2 separate regions of the Sus scrofa genome follow, and region 2 is linked to region 1. A link is a contact called in public Hi-C data. All regions are on one chromosome and are shown on one strand. Each heading gives the region's core, a stretch centred on a gene start, on an enhancer-like site or on the middle of the called end of the contact. The rest is flanking DNA. Distances are from core to core; before and after follow the strand shown.

What was found. A called contact is a pair of places that touch in the nucleus more often than the background predicts.
Region 2: a Hi-C map of liver shows a contact between it and region 1, with 2.9 times the contacts expected there. The contact joins the promoter of MRPS35 here to the promoter of KLHL42 in region 1. A contact is called at or near these places in 2 of 47 Hi-C or Micro-C datasets (epiblast stem cells and liver).

The regions. Positions count from the first base shown.
Region 1 is chr5:45,953,413-45,960,026 of Sscrofa11.1, forward strand. It overlaps KLHL42 (kelch-like protein 42), which reads right to left and starts at 1,475. Exons shown (of 3, transcript XM_003126407.4): 1 at 487-1,475. The coding sequence starts at 1,358.
Region 2 is chr5:46,018,682-46,025,549 of Sscrofa11.1, forward strand. MRPS35 (mitochondrial ribosomal protein S35) reads right to left here and starts at 4,322. Exons shown (of 8, transcript NM_001244927.1): 1 at 4,179-4,322; 2 at 706-752. The coding sequence starts at 4,290.

The DNA.
Region 1 (6,614 bases), core at 225-2,724:
CAGCTGACATTCTAACGGTTATTTTCTGATCACAGGTTGGTGCCCCAGTGCTTAAAGCTTCAAGGTCATTAACAAGATTCGCCAACATCAGTGTTACAGGTTACTGCCCCATGTGTCATTATAATCAGCATTAGTTCCTAAAAAATAAAAAGGTAAAAATAAAAGCAAAATTACAGTTTTCTTTAAAGGTATCCTTCTAGGAAACCACACACATCTTTTTTTTTCCACTGAGATAGACGCAAAGTTGGGGGGGGGGCAGTCTAAAGGTGCAATATCTGCAAATAAATGACTCAGATAGTTGATTTCACTGGGGCCTCGGCTTCCTTGCCAAGTTCATGGGTAACTTTGCCAAAGGCCACCAACGCTCCCCAGGATGTCATTCCCATCCCAGCACAACTTCCTGTGACTGCTCAGCAAACACTAGGGGACCAAATTCGTGAACAGATGAAGGCGGGAAAGCAGCAGCACGGCTGGGCGCTTGCTTACCTCTTCTGGTTCATGGAGGCCACCTGGAGCCACTCGTTGGTGCTGGGGTTGTAGGAGTGGGCCGCGGAGATCTCTTGGCTGGTGATCCTGTAGCCGCCCACTATAAAGAGGTAGTTGTCCAGGATGGCGGACCCATAGCCCCTGACGTTCACCAGGTCTGGAGGGAGGTTGTTGGCTAGCGGGAACCAACGCTCGGTCATCTCCTCGTACCTGAGCATGGACGGGGGCTCTCCTTGATAGGGGTGAGGGGCTAGGGGTCCCCCCAGGAAATCACCCAGCGCCACGAGCACAGGAGTCCCAGTCATCCGGGCCTCTCTCAGCCTCTGTTTCAGGCTGACATCCCCGGGGGCCGGAGGAGAAGACCCCAGGAGATGGAACTGGGGCTTGCAGAGCACCTCGTGGAAGTGGACGGCCATGAAGCGCAGGCAGGCCTCTTGCAGGTCGGGCAGCCCGTACACCTGCGCCAGGCGGTACAGCTCTAGGCAGTTGGTGAGCCGCACCTGGGACAGCAGCAGCCGCAGCAGGGACGTGACCTGCAAGAAGGAGGCCGCCTCCACCAGCTCGGACAGCAGGCTCACCTCGTCCATGTCCTCCTCCTCCTCCCCACCGCCGCCCGGCTCCCCCCGTCGGCCCAACAGCCAGCCTTCGCGGGCCCCGCCGGCGTTGATGAAGTCCAGCACCAGGCGCAGGCCCGGGGCGCTGAGGCCGCGTAGCTGCTGCACCTCGGGGCCGCCGGCCTCCGGGCTCAGGGCCTCACGCATGCCGGAGCGGTAGAGGGCGCGGAAGTAGTCGCTCTGCTCGATGAGCTTCCTCTTGCTCACCGGGTAGCAGCGGTCCTCCAGACGGATCTGCACCATCTCCTCGGCCGACATGGTTGGGGGCCCGGGGGCAGCGGGGGCTCCCGCCAGCTCTCCGCGCTCGCCGGGTTCCGGGGAGGCTGCCGAACGCTGGCGCTGGGAGGCGGCGGCGGCGGCGGCGCAGGGCCGCCCGCGCCCGCCCAGCCTCTCCCGGCCGCGGCGGCGCCCCCGAGACGGCCCCTCCTCCCAGTCCCGGAGGCGGCGGCTCGGCCTCGCCACCCTCCCGGCTCGGCGCGGTGGACGGCCCCTCCGGCCTCCCTCCGCGCCAAAAAAGGCCCGGGCGATGCGCGCTCCCTGCTCGGGTCGTCCCGGGCCGTCTGCCTGGAGCCTCCTCCCACGCCTGGCCTCTCACTTCCGCCCGCAGGACCCCCGCCGCGGGCTTGGACTTTCGGGGAGGGCTGGAAGGCTGCGGGACCCGGGAAGGCGCACAGCCGCCCCCGCACGCCGGTCGCCGCGACCCTGCAGCCCGGCCGGTCTGCGTCGATGCTTCGGAGGCGGGGTGAGGCCGGCTGCCTTTTCTTCCGCGCCGCTCGACCAGCGAGAAGGAAAGAAGCAAAAGAAACGAGGGTTGGAGGGAGGAGATGAAAAGAGTCGGGGTCCAGGGGGTCAAAGAGACAACACATCTGGGACCGCTCGTGCGGCCGAGTCCGACATCCTGTCCGGGGAACTGAGGCCCACGGGCAGTCTCTGGACGTGGAGGTGGCACCTAGAGCTGATTCTTGGGAATGGTCACCGTGTAGGAGCCATCTTGCAGGAAGGAGGTCCAGCTAGATGGCAGCAGGTTCTGCAGGGCTCAGTGCGTTGCGTGCATCCGATGCACCCGATGGAAAGGGTTGGGAAGCAGGGGAGCTCGTATTTGCTGCTGGGGCCTGTTCTCCTTAGGCCAGTAAAAGAAAGAAGTTCAACTCAACTAAATCAAGTTAGATCACGTGCCTCCTTTTATGCTATTTTCTACCAGCCACGGCATTCCTAATTTCAGTTTGGTTGGGCTAGCCGTCACGGAATGTTATTACTCTCTGGGCAGAAGGTCTGGTTGCTTTTGCTCATATCTGCCTACAGAGATGGCCTTTCTTGCCACCCTCTTACCCACTCTCCTACCCTTGTCCGCTCCAACTGAGGACTACTTCTTCCGCATCTTCTCCCACCGAACGTTGCAAATAGAAACCTCACCCCCCAAAAGATCTTGTGTTGCTTGGAGGTATGAATGAATCTTAGAAGGGTAGAGTAGGGGTTTTTTTTGGTTTTTTTCCTCTTGTTTTTGTGGCACCGTGGCATGTGCAAGTTCCCCAGGCGAGGGATCAAACCTGCACAATAGGGACGGGAGCTGCAGTAGTGACAACGCGGGACCCTCAATCCGCTGAGCCACAAGGCAACTCTATGTGTGTTTAGTCTTATCTTACTCAAAACCCCCTGGGAACTTTCCCAGACCAAGACTGAGAACCAAGTCTAGTAATTCTCAACTTGGGAAGAATGTGTGTTTAGATTTACTTTTATTATTACAGGCTTTAGCTCTCTTCATGAATGACAAGTCGTTTACATAGTAACTTCTTCATCAGTACATTGGCTCAGTATTTTAAACAAAAGATACTTCCTACAACAGCTGATCAATATTTTATGTTGGGAAGGGTTTAAAAACCAGAGAAAAAAGTTTTATAGTAAATCATAAAATCCTTTCAACACATTGTTTGGTTGCTTTTGTGCTTCTTTATAATTTAGCTGCTTCATAGAGAGCATGGTTTTCTTTATTATACACCATGAACAAGGAACTAAAATTTTAAAGATGTAGGGAAAAAAAATTCTAGTAGATTCTGGCCTCCCTAGGAAAAGTGAAGAAAACAAAGATGACTGACTTGCCTCTTTCAAGTTATTTCTTGGATTCTGGGAAAAACTTTTAGCTTTCACTTGTTTCACCTGGCCTTTAAATCATCACTGGTAAAACTCCATTATCTCCTGGACCTCTCACACGTCTGTTCTCAGGGAGCGTGTGACATCTAAAGTTCGTGTGGAGGGAGTGATCATGAATTTACCATCCCCTTTGGGAAGGTAACGTTCCATGCCCAGGATTAGGCATTTAGCTGGGTAAGTTTTGCTGGGAGAACACCCCCAGAGTCAAAGAGTCTTGGACCTGGGATTTCTTTGTCTCTCCTTTCATCAGCAGTGATGCCAGATTCAGTGGGTCAGTGAAGAACAGGCTCTTAATCTTTCCCTGGTCCCTTAGAATCCTTTGCCAATAGATGCTTTTGTTTCCCAGCCGTCATAGATAAGCCTCAGACTGGTTTTTTCTTGCCTTTTAAAAAGAGACAAAAAAATCACGCTCACAGAATCACACACATTATAAAGGCAATTCACACGCGGTAACATCAGAGCAGATCTTGGGTAAGTAAGCTGGGGTGTCAGCTTGACAATACTGGGCAATGGTCCAGTACGCTTTTGGGCCCCCTGACATGATAATAAAGTCATTTAGAACTGGAAGCTGCTTAAAGATCAAATCATTTTCATAACTCATAAAGTAAGTTTTCTGTTAAGGGAGAAATGCAAAGTCAAAGCAACATAGACATAAATAACTCCTTATTTACAAAAGACCTAAAATTATTTTTCAGCTTCATGAAAATGTTGCTTGTCTGTAATGTATACTCATAGATCTGTTATTGACTGATTGGTGAATAATAAAGACTGGCCTTTATGGTACTGTGATTCACTTCAAACACTTACATCATGATCTGTTATATGAAAGACAAAAGTAATGGTCAAACACAGAGTTAGGCTATTTCTTTAAGAATTATGGAAAATAAGAGTTCCTATTGTGGCTCAGCAGGAACCCGACATAGTGTCTGTGAAGATGGGGGTTCGATCCCTGGCCTCTATCAGTGGATTAAGGATCGATCCAGCAGCAAGCTGTGGCATAGGTCACAGATGGGGCTTAGATCTGGCGTTGCTGTGGCTGTTGCGTAGGCCAGCAGCTGCAGCTCCAATTGGACCCCTAGCCCAGGAACTCCCATATGCCACATGTGCAGCCTTTTAAACAGAAAAAAAGAGGAGTTCCCGTTGTGCCTCAGTGGTTAACGAATCCAACTAGGAACCCTGAGGTTGCGGGTTTGATCCCCGGCCTTGCTCAGTGAGTTAAGGATCCGGCGTTGCCGTGAGCTGTGGTGTAGATCATAGTCTCGGCTCGGATCCCAAGTTGCTGTGGCTCTTGGCATAAGCTGGCAGCTACAGCTCCGATTAGACCCCTAGCCTGGGAACCTCCATATGCCGAGGGAGCGGCCCTAAAAGGACAAAAAAGACAAAAAAAAAAAAAAAAAAAGGAATTATGGAAAATACACCTTTTGAGCTAGAATGGAAAAAAATCAAAGTACAAGATGTTTATCACAATGTTTCTTTGAATAATAAAAAAATTGAAACAATGTATAATAGTAGTAGCTAACATTTATTGAATGCTTTTTATATGTTATGCATTGTAGTAAGTGCTTTATATGGATTACAATCTATTTAATACTCCAAGGAAGTTGAGGTTGCAGAGTAAATTTTGGTACATAAGTAGAATGAAATACCATAGAACTGTTAAACTTTGGATGTAGAGCTTTCTTTAGAAACACTAAATATGATTTTATACTGAAATTTTTTAAAAGTTTCTAGAACAGTATGAATCCATTTTTGTAAAGTTGTATCTGTGTATCAATTTTTTTATCACCGTGTCTAGAAGGATGTTTACCAAAATGTTAAGGTTGTAAGATCTTGAATGATTACTATTTCTTTTTGTACTTTTCTGCATGGTTTGGGTTTTTATTTTTATTTACTTATTTATTTATTTTTTTCTCTTTTTGTCTTTTCTGTGGGCGCTCCTGTGGTATATGGAGGTTCCCAGGCTAGGGGTCTAATCGGAGCTCTAGCTACTGGCCTACACCACCGCTCAAGGCAACTCCAGATCCTTAACCCACTGAGCAAGGTCAGGAATCGAACCCACAACCTCATGGTTCCTAGTCGGATTCGTTAACCACTGAACCACAACAGGAACTCCTGGTTTGGGTTTTTAAAGTGAATGTATATCAATTTAACAAAAGCAAAACATTTTAAGAAAAGTTAATGGCATATCCAATTTCTTAGGCCCCATTTTAAAAACAATTTCCACCAATTTTATGAACTGATGAAATGAAAATGTTAAGTAAATAATACAATTAGCATGTTAAAATAAGGATGGACCAGAGCAGCGGGTTAAGGATCTGGTGCGGTCACTACTGTGGCTGAGGTTCTATCCCTGGCCAGGGGACTTCTGCATGCCAAGGGCTTGCAGCCAAAAAAAATTTATAAATTACAATCAAATAAGGATAGAATATTGATTGTTTTTCAAATGTCTTTTGAATTTACAAAATCCATGCTATTACTTCACTACCACTTAAAAATTGTTTATCTCTATTTTTTTTATCCCTCCACTGTTTCTTTAAAAACTGTTTCTTTTTTCGTTTTTTAATCAGCAAAGCTGAAATATCTTGTTTTCATTAAATCATCCAGGGCAGTTTAAATGGTTTTTGCGTTTTTTGTTTTTTGTTTTTTGTTTTTGTTTTTGTCTTTTTAGGGCCGCACCTGTGGCATATGGAGGTTCCCAGGCTGCAGGTTGAATTGGAATTACAGCTGCCAGCCTACACCACAGCCACAGCAACACCAGATCCTTAACCCACTGAGCGAGGCCAGGGATCGAACCTTCAACCTTATGGTTCCTACCTAGTTGGATTCATTTCCGCGGCACCACGATGGAAACTCCTAAATGAGTTTAAAGTAGCACAGTCTTTTAAATGATTCTATTTAATTCAGCTTGAACATCTTCCCATAGGCAAAACTTTCATTTATTTCAATCATCTATTTCAGTGTTTTCCAAACATCTAAGGAGATCACCTGAGACACTTTTTATAAAAAATCAGAATTCTGGGAGTTCTGTTATGGCTCAGAGGGTTAGGAATCCAACTAGCACCCACGAGGATGATGGTTTGATCCCTGGCCTCGTTCGGTGGGTTAAGGATCCAGCACTGCTGTGGCTGTCGAGTAGGCCAGCAGCTGAAGCTTCAATTCAACTCCTAGCCCAGGAACTTCCATAGGCTTCAGGTGTGGACCTTAAAAAAAAAAAAAAAAAAAAATCAGAATTCCGGTTCCCACACCAGTACCTCTGAATCAGGCTCTTGAGGAGCTACTTCTGGTCCACATATCTCAGTTCCTTGTAGTTTCTTCCCTCTGCCCCTGCAGTCCAGTTTTTAATATCTCCTTTTCAAAATACTTGGC
Region 2 (6,868 bases), core at 3,072-5,571, 68 kb after region 1:
AGACCTACGCCACAGCTGCAGCAATGCTTTAAAACCCACCACACGAAGCCAGGGATCAAACATGCCTCCTAGGTTCAGAGATTAGCTGCATGAGAACTTAGTCAATCACATTCACATATTTATTTTTAAAACTGTACTGGACAGATGGGGATGGCCAGCATTCCCTTTACATCCAGAAGGAGGGTCTGAAGAGGTAAAATTCTGCAACGCCCATTTAGGCAATATACAGTACAGTATTTATCTTGGAAGCAGCTAATAATCTTGTGAAAATGACTACTCTAGACAATTACAATTGGTGCCATTTAACTTCCAACTAACGTGCCTTTGTTCTGACTCCATGCTCACCAAGAGACCTCAGAATTTGGCTTCCTTCAGAAAGAAGCCCACAGGCTGAGACCAAATCTGTTAGATTAGTGCCCATAACCCAGGCTGCAGGACTGTTCAAGGCATCATCAAAAATAATTCTATATCCTGGTTTATATGCCTATTTCCTGAGAGTATGTGAGTGAGTCCTCCTCTCAAAGATGATCCATTCTCAGGGAAGTGACAAAAACCAGTCAGAGGTGTAGGGGTCATCAAGTTGATCAATATCCCCTGTGAAGCCTTCTGGGACAGCACCCTTCAGCCCCATGATGAAGACCTGCCTCACTTTAGAATTCCAGAAACCAGTAAGATGGTATACACTAGAGGACTTTAATCACTTACCTTTCTTCTCAGTGCCCTTTCAGGTTTGGACGTTCTTTCTGTTGTACCTAAAAGACAATACAATAGTTACAGAGGATTTTATAATACAGAGTTGTTTAACACAATTCTCACATGGTTTCAAGTATTTAGTAATATAAAAATAAAACAGTAATCCATTTTCTGTAGGTTCACAAACTAAATCATTTTAATGAAAATGAAAAGTCAGAAATAGTTAAGAAAAATCAAGGGTTACTTGAATATAAAATATATTGGGATTGATGATAGAGTGAACTTATCATCTAAAGAAATGTTTTCAATAACTTTTAAGGTTTATTGTCAAGTAAACTCACTTTCCCAAGTTAAAATATATAGTTAGAAATTAAGTATTTTGCATCTTCAGTGAAAACTGGCTTGAAATGTTCTAATATATACTTGTTCATATTAGGAATTACTCTATTCTTTACACACACACATACAAAACAACTTTCAGTTTTCCTTCTCTATTGTATATGAGAACTGCCAATGATACAACACCAATAATAACAAAAAATCATAGCTATTCCTAATAAACCACATAACTGTACAAGATATCCACAGAACTGTAGATACTTACAGTATCTACTGTTGAAAATATTAAATTATGCCTCTCTAAATTAATGTTTTGTTATATTAAAATAATAATAACCTAAATTTATTCAGAATTTTCACATGCCCAGACACTGGGATAAATGCCTTTCATTATTTTTTCACTTAATCTTATTCTTCACAATAAGTACCATTCTTATCCTTATTTAGAGGCCATTTAGCCAAGAAGACTAAAGACCACGGAATTAGGGTGATAAAATACTTCACACTCTGATTCACTATCTCTAGCTTTCCCTTCACAAGGCCCCGTAACCACACTGAATTTCTAGCAGCAGACCCCTGAGTCTTTCTCTGAATTTAACGTTCTCTCTGCCTGGGATGTGACTCCCTTTCATCTGTCTGGCCTCTGTCCCCTACTCCCTCTCCATCTCATTTCTTCATGTGACAAATTCTTATTCATCCCTCAGTAGTAATTCACTGATTCATTCAAAAGTTGTTTGAGTGATATTGTGTACCAGCAGCTCGGAAGGCAGCAATGAACAACAGCAACATAGTGCCTGCTCTCACTGAATGGAGTATGTCAAATAAACCAACCATTGAGCAAATGATTTCAATAAAAAGTAATAAATATTAATGGAAGCATATAACAGGGGACCCAACCAAGTCACTTAGTTGGGGAAAATATTCCTGAAGAAGTGGACTTTCAGCTAAAACCTTAAAGATGAGCAGGAGGTAGCCATGGGAACAGGCAAGTGAGATAAAGTGTTCTAGAGCGAGACAGAGAAGATGGAAAGTCAAAGTAAACAAGTTCGATAAGATGAAACGTAAGAGTAGGGCATAGAGAGCACTAAGAAAAGAGGTCAGGGATATTTAACAGACATCTCAACTATAACACATCACAGGCAGGGCTCTTGATTTCCTTCTTCTGGTCTTTCCAGGCATCACCACTCATCCAATTACTCAGGACAAAAATCCACCACACTTCCTTGGGCCTCTTCCTCAAGCTCTATATCAAATCCATCAGTAAGTCCTGTTAGTGCTACTTTCATGATGTATCTCAAATCCAACCACACCGGCTTCTCCACTATTACTTCAATCCAGATCACTGTCATCTCATTTGGAGTACTACAACCGCTTCCAACATCAGCCCTAGTTCTCCACATAGCAGCCGGTGATCTTTTAAAAATATAAATTGGGAGTTCCCATTGTGGCGCACTAGAAACAAATCCAACTAGTATCCATGAGGATGCAGGTTTGATCCGTGGCTTCTATCAGTGGGTTGGGGATCCGGCGTTGCTGTAGGCTGCAGATGCAGCTTGGATCCCCAGTTGCTGTGGCTGTGTTGTAAGCTAGCAGCTGTAGCTCCAATCTGACCCCTAACCTGGGGACTTCCCTATGCTGCAGGTGAGTGTGCCCCCCCCCAAAGCTAAATAAGTAAACAAATTAACATGATATCACTTCCTGTTCAAAGCCTCCCAATGTGATCCCAAACTTAAAATAAAATCCAAGCCAAATGCCTTTAAGTCTTTACCAGATAAGGTCATTACTTAATCTGATGTCTTATTTTTCCACTCACTTAGCTCTGACCAGCTGGCCTTCTTTCTGTTCCTCGGTCACACCCCTAAGCTTGTTCTCACTTTTGGGCTTTTGTACTTGAAGTTCCCTATGCTAATAATGCTATTCCAGCGATCTGCTCAAATGTCAATCCCCCAGGGAGTTACTTCTTGACTATTTTATCTCACCCTATGCCACTACTTGCCCAATCCATCATTCTCAATACTCTGTTTTTCTTCATAGCACTAATTACTACCTCACACTGTACTGACATTGTTTACCTGTTTATAATCTGACTTGTCCCCAAAGAATGTAAACTTCCTGAGATGAAGTGCCGTACTGTATCCCAGTATCCAGAACACAGTAGGAGATTAATTATTTGCAGAATGAATAAAAGAATGAAAAATTAAAAAGTGTTAAGACCATGAAGAGCCACCATGATGAATTAAGGAATTTATCACTTATCTTCAAGCATATAAAACCATTTGTAGATTCTGAACACGGAGGTGACAAGTTTGCTTTTTGCACATTTCACTCTGGCTGTTCTGAGAATTCAATGCAGGAGAGTTAGAGCAGAAATAGAGACCAGCAAAGAAACTACTGTAGAAGTTAGAAGGTGGCTAAACTGGACAGTGAGTAGTATGAAGATCAGAAATATTATAGAAAGTAGCACGGATAGGACCTGGTGAATGTCTGGAGGCTCGCCCTGGACTGAGCTTTTACCGATTCTTGTGAGGCTCCTCCTTGGTGCCCTCCCCCCCACTCCATCAGTATATTCACTTCTATGACAGTACATCACACTGCATAGTACTTATAATCGACATACAACTAGAGCTTTCCATTAGATTCCTCCAAGGCAAGAACGGTATCAGGGAATCCCTAAAGTTTATTTTAAATGCAGGTCGCCTCAATAACGCCTACTGAATGAAGGTCACCCAATCTGGTGGCATGGCTACATGGAATTCAGAGCAGAACTTTTTCTAGGACACCTGTACGCTTCTCTTAAATTTCAGAAAAATCCGTGATTCAAAACTGCCTACCAACATTACCGAGAACCAGAGACCGGTACCGGGTGGCCCTGGGCAGGAGCACTAGAAAGCGCAGGAGGAAGGGAGCAAGCTCGCGGCGCTCGGGAGGACCCTGCCACAGACACCGGCTGCTAGGAACCAGGAGACACTCCGTGTACAGGGCGGACCCACTTCAGAGACTTTACTACCAGGGGGACTCAGGCTGGCAGAGGACGCACCGGCTTCCCCGGGGACGGCGGGTGCTCAGCCATCGCGGCAGCCACCATAGGCCCGTATTCCGCCCTCCCACCGCCGCCAAAGCCCGGAGGCCACGGGGCAGACACTCACGCAGGGCTGGTCTCGGAGAGCGTGTTGCCGGAGACATAGCCGTAGAAAAGGCACGAAAGGTACCGGCCCGTGACTTCAGGATCAGCCATGCAGGGAGCGAGGTGGCCGCCATGTCTGCGCAGACGGCAAGCGGCAGGGGACAAGCGCGCAACGAATCAACGGGCGGGCCTGAGGCCCTACTGCGCAGGCTCACGTGTCTTGCTCGGCCCCCCCGGGAGCAAGAAACAGTAATCATGTGGGTCCGCGATATCACAGCCGTGGGAGCAGGAGTCAGTTACACAAGAAACTGCCCTTAAATAGAAAAAAGCAGTAGTAAGAAAACGAAAAGGTGAAAAATAGAAGTAGAGGTTCTCGCTGTGGCGCAAAAGGATCAGCGGCATCTTGGGAGCGCTGGGACGCAAATTCGATCTCCTGCGGGGACAGTGAGTTAAGGATTCTGCGTTGCCTCAGCTGCAGCTTAAGCCGCCTTGCGGCTTGGATCTGATCCCTACTAGGGAACTCCATATGCCAGGAGGCGGCCAAAAAAGAAAAAATAAAAAGCGAAAAAAACAGGGAAGCTATCAGTCCAAAGACAATTGTAAATAAGGAGCATAAGGGATGGCTGAAATGTGGCTTATACAGGCCAGATGAGGGCGAACCTCAGATGGCCTAGAAATCAGTTCTAAGGCCCTGCTACTTTGCAGTTGCTGCTTTTCTGCACTTTCTTGAGTGGAAGGAAGTCTTCAGCTAGTGCAAGTGATTATGCCTTGAGAAGAAAGGCAGTATCCGATAATAATTAAAAGGATGACCTCTTGAGCCAGACTAGCACTTGAGTTGAAAACTTGACTTCACCATCTTTCGAATGTGTCGTCCTAATCAGTCAAAGGTCTGGGTACAATACTGGCATATAGTGAGCACAGGTTATAACTGTTGTCAATGATTTGGTTAGTTTGTTTGTAGATCAGGTTAGAATTGCAAAAAGGCAGAACTCATCAGGACCTAGAAAATAATGGATATACTTTAAGGAGCTCTTTTCTTTTCTACCCTAGGATATATTAACATACACCACTTAATAAAGATTATCTTCTATTTTTTTGATAGATATGTGTAATATTCAAAGTACAAAATTGTAATAACAAGAACTGGGAGCAAACAAAATTCACTCTTGGTAAGCATACCAAGTAGAGCATAGGTGTGCAGGTGTCCCAGAGTGTTCTACCTGTGAATATTGTGTGCCATGGGCATCAGTGTGTGGCATGATAAGGACAAGTATTTGAAGTAATTGCCATCCTCATCTTTTCTGGCCTCTTACCAGCCTATTATTGCTCCAAATAAGAAATATGGTCTGTTAGGTGTATTTGTTTCCTTGAGCTGCTGTAACAAAATACCAGAAGCTGGGTGACTTAAAAACAACAACAGTTTATTCTCTCACAGTTCTAGAAGCCAGAAATCCGAAATCCAGATGTTTGCAAGGGATGGTTCCTTCTGGACGTTCTGAAGGAAGCCCTGTGCCTCTCTTCTAGTCTTGGATGGTTTGCAGGCATCTTTGGGGCATTCTTTGACTTATAGACACATCAATACTTTGGGGCATTCAAAGAATTTGGGACATTCTTTGACTTATAGACAGATCATATAACCAAGCAGAACCCTGTGAAGCCTTCCCAGAGTGGATCCCGACTCATGTCCTCTACCTGCCTTTTTGTCTACAGAAAAACTTTAGCCAAAGAATCGGTTTAATCAAAGAAGTGGAAAAATACAGAGAAAAAGGAAAACAAGCAAGACAATAGTAATAGTTTAGCCATTCGACAAGGTCGAGGACCTTTATTTAGTTTTTCTTCAAGAACTGTAGATAATATTCTGAACCATGTCCTTGGAGCTGTTTTGCAGGTGCTAAAGCCCCCAGTGGGTGGAAGAAGTCACCTGTATGCTGCCCACAAGCATGTAGACCCAGACCAGTTGGAACCGGAAGGTTGATGACGCTGACTCCTAATTATCTCACCACCCACCAATCAGGAAAATGTCCATTAGCTGATCTCACCCTCCTCCTTGAACCATTACTGGCTCCAAGGGGGGCATGGTCCTTGAGGCACTAGCCTGCTGTGTTCCCCTCTTTGCCTGGCAATTAAAACTACTTTTTCTGTTTCCCCCAACTCTGTCTCTGAGTTTCTATCTGGCACTGATGTACAGAGGCAGCCGAGATTTCGGAAATAATCATTCCAATCTCTACCTCTGTCTTCTCGTGGTATTCTTTGCTGTCCTCTATTTTTCAAGATTAAAATCATGCTTTAAGTCAGATGGATGTGGGTTTTGAATCCAGACTCTATTATGTTGTGATCTTAGGCAGGCCCACCTAACCTGTCTGAGCTTCAGTTTCATGAAAAGTGGGAACAATATTATCTTCTTGAGACCATTGTGATTAGGTGAGTAATGTTTCAGGAGACAGAGTATAAAAGGTGGCCATTGGAATTAAGCTCGGTGTCAATGCAGCAGCCATTTTTTTTTCTCTCTCAATTTTGCATATTGTAGTAGGATAAAATACAAGGCCTATCCCATAGAAATTTAGGGACAAATGAGTAAGAATTCTTATAGAATTAGGTCACATCCAGAAACTTATCAGTTTCTGAGCAAGATGTTAAGGGACTTAGTTCCTATTTCTGTTTTTTTTTTTTTTTTTTTTTTTTTTTTTTAACTGTCCCTAAGACTAAAGTAGA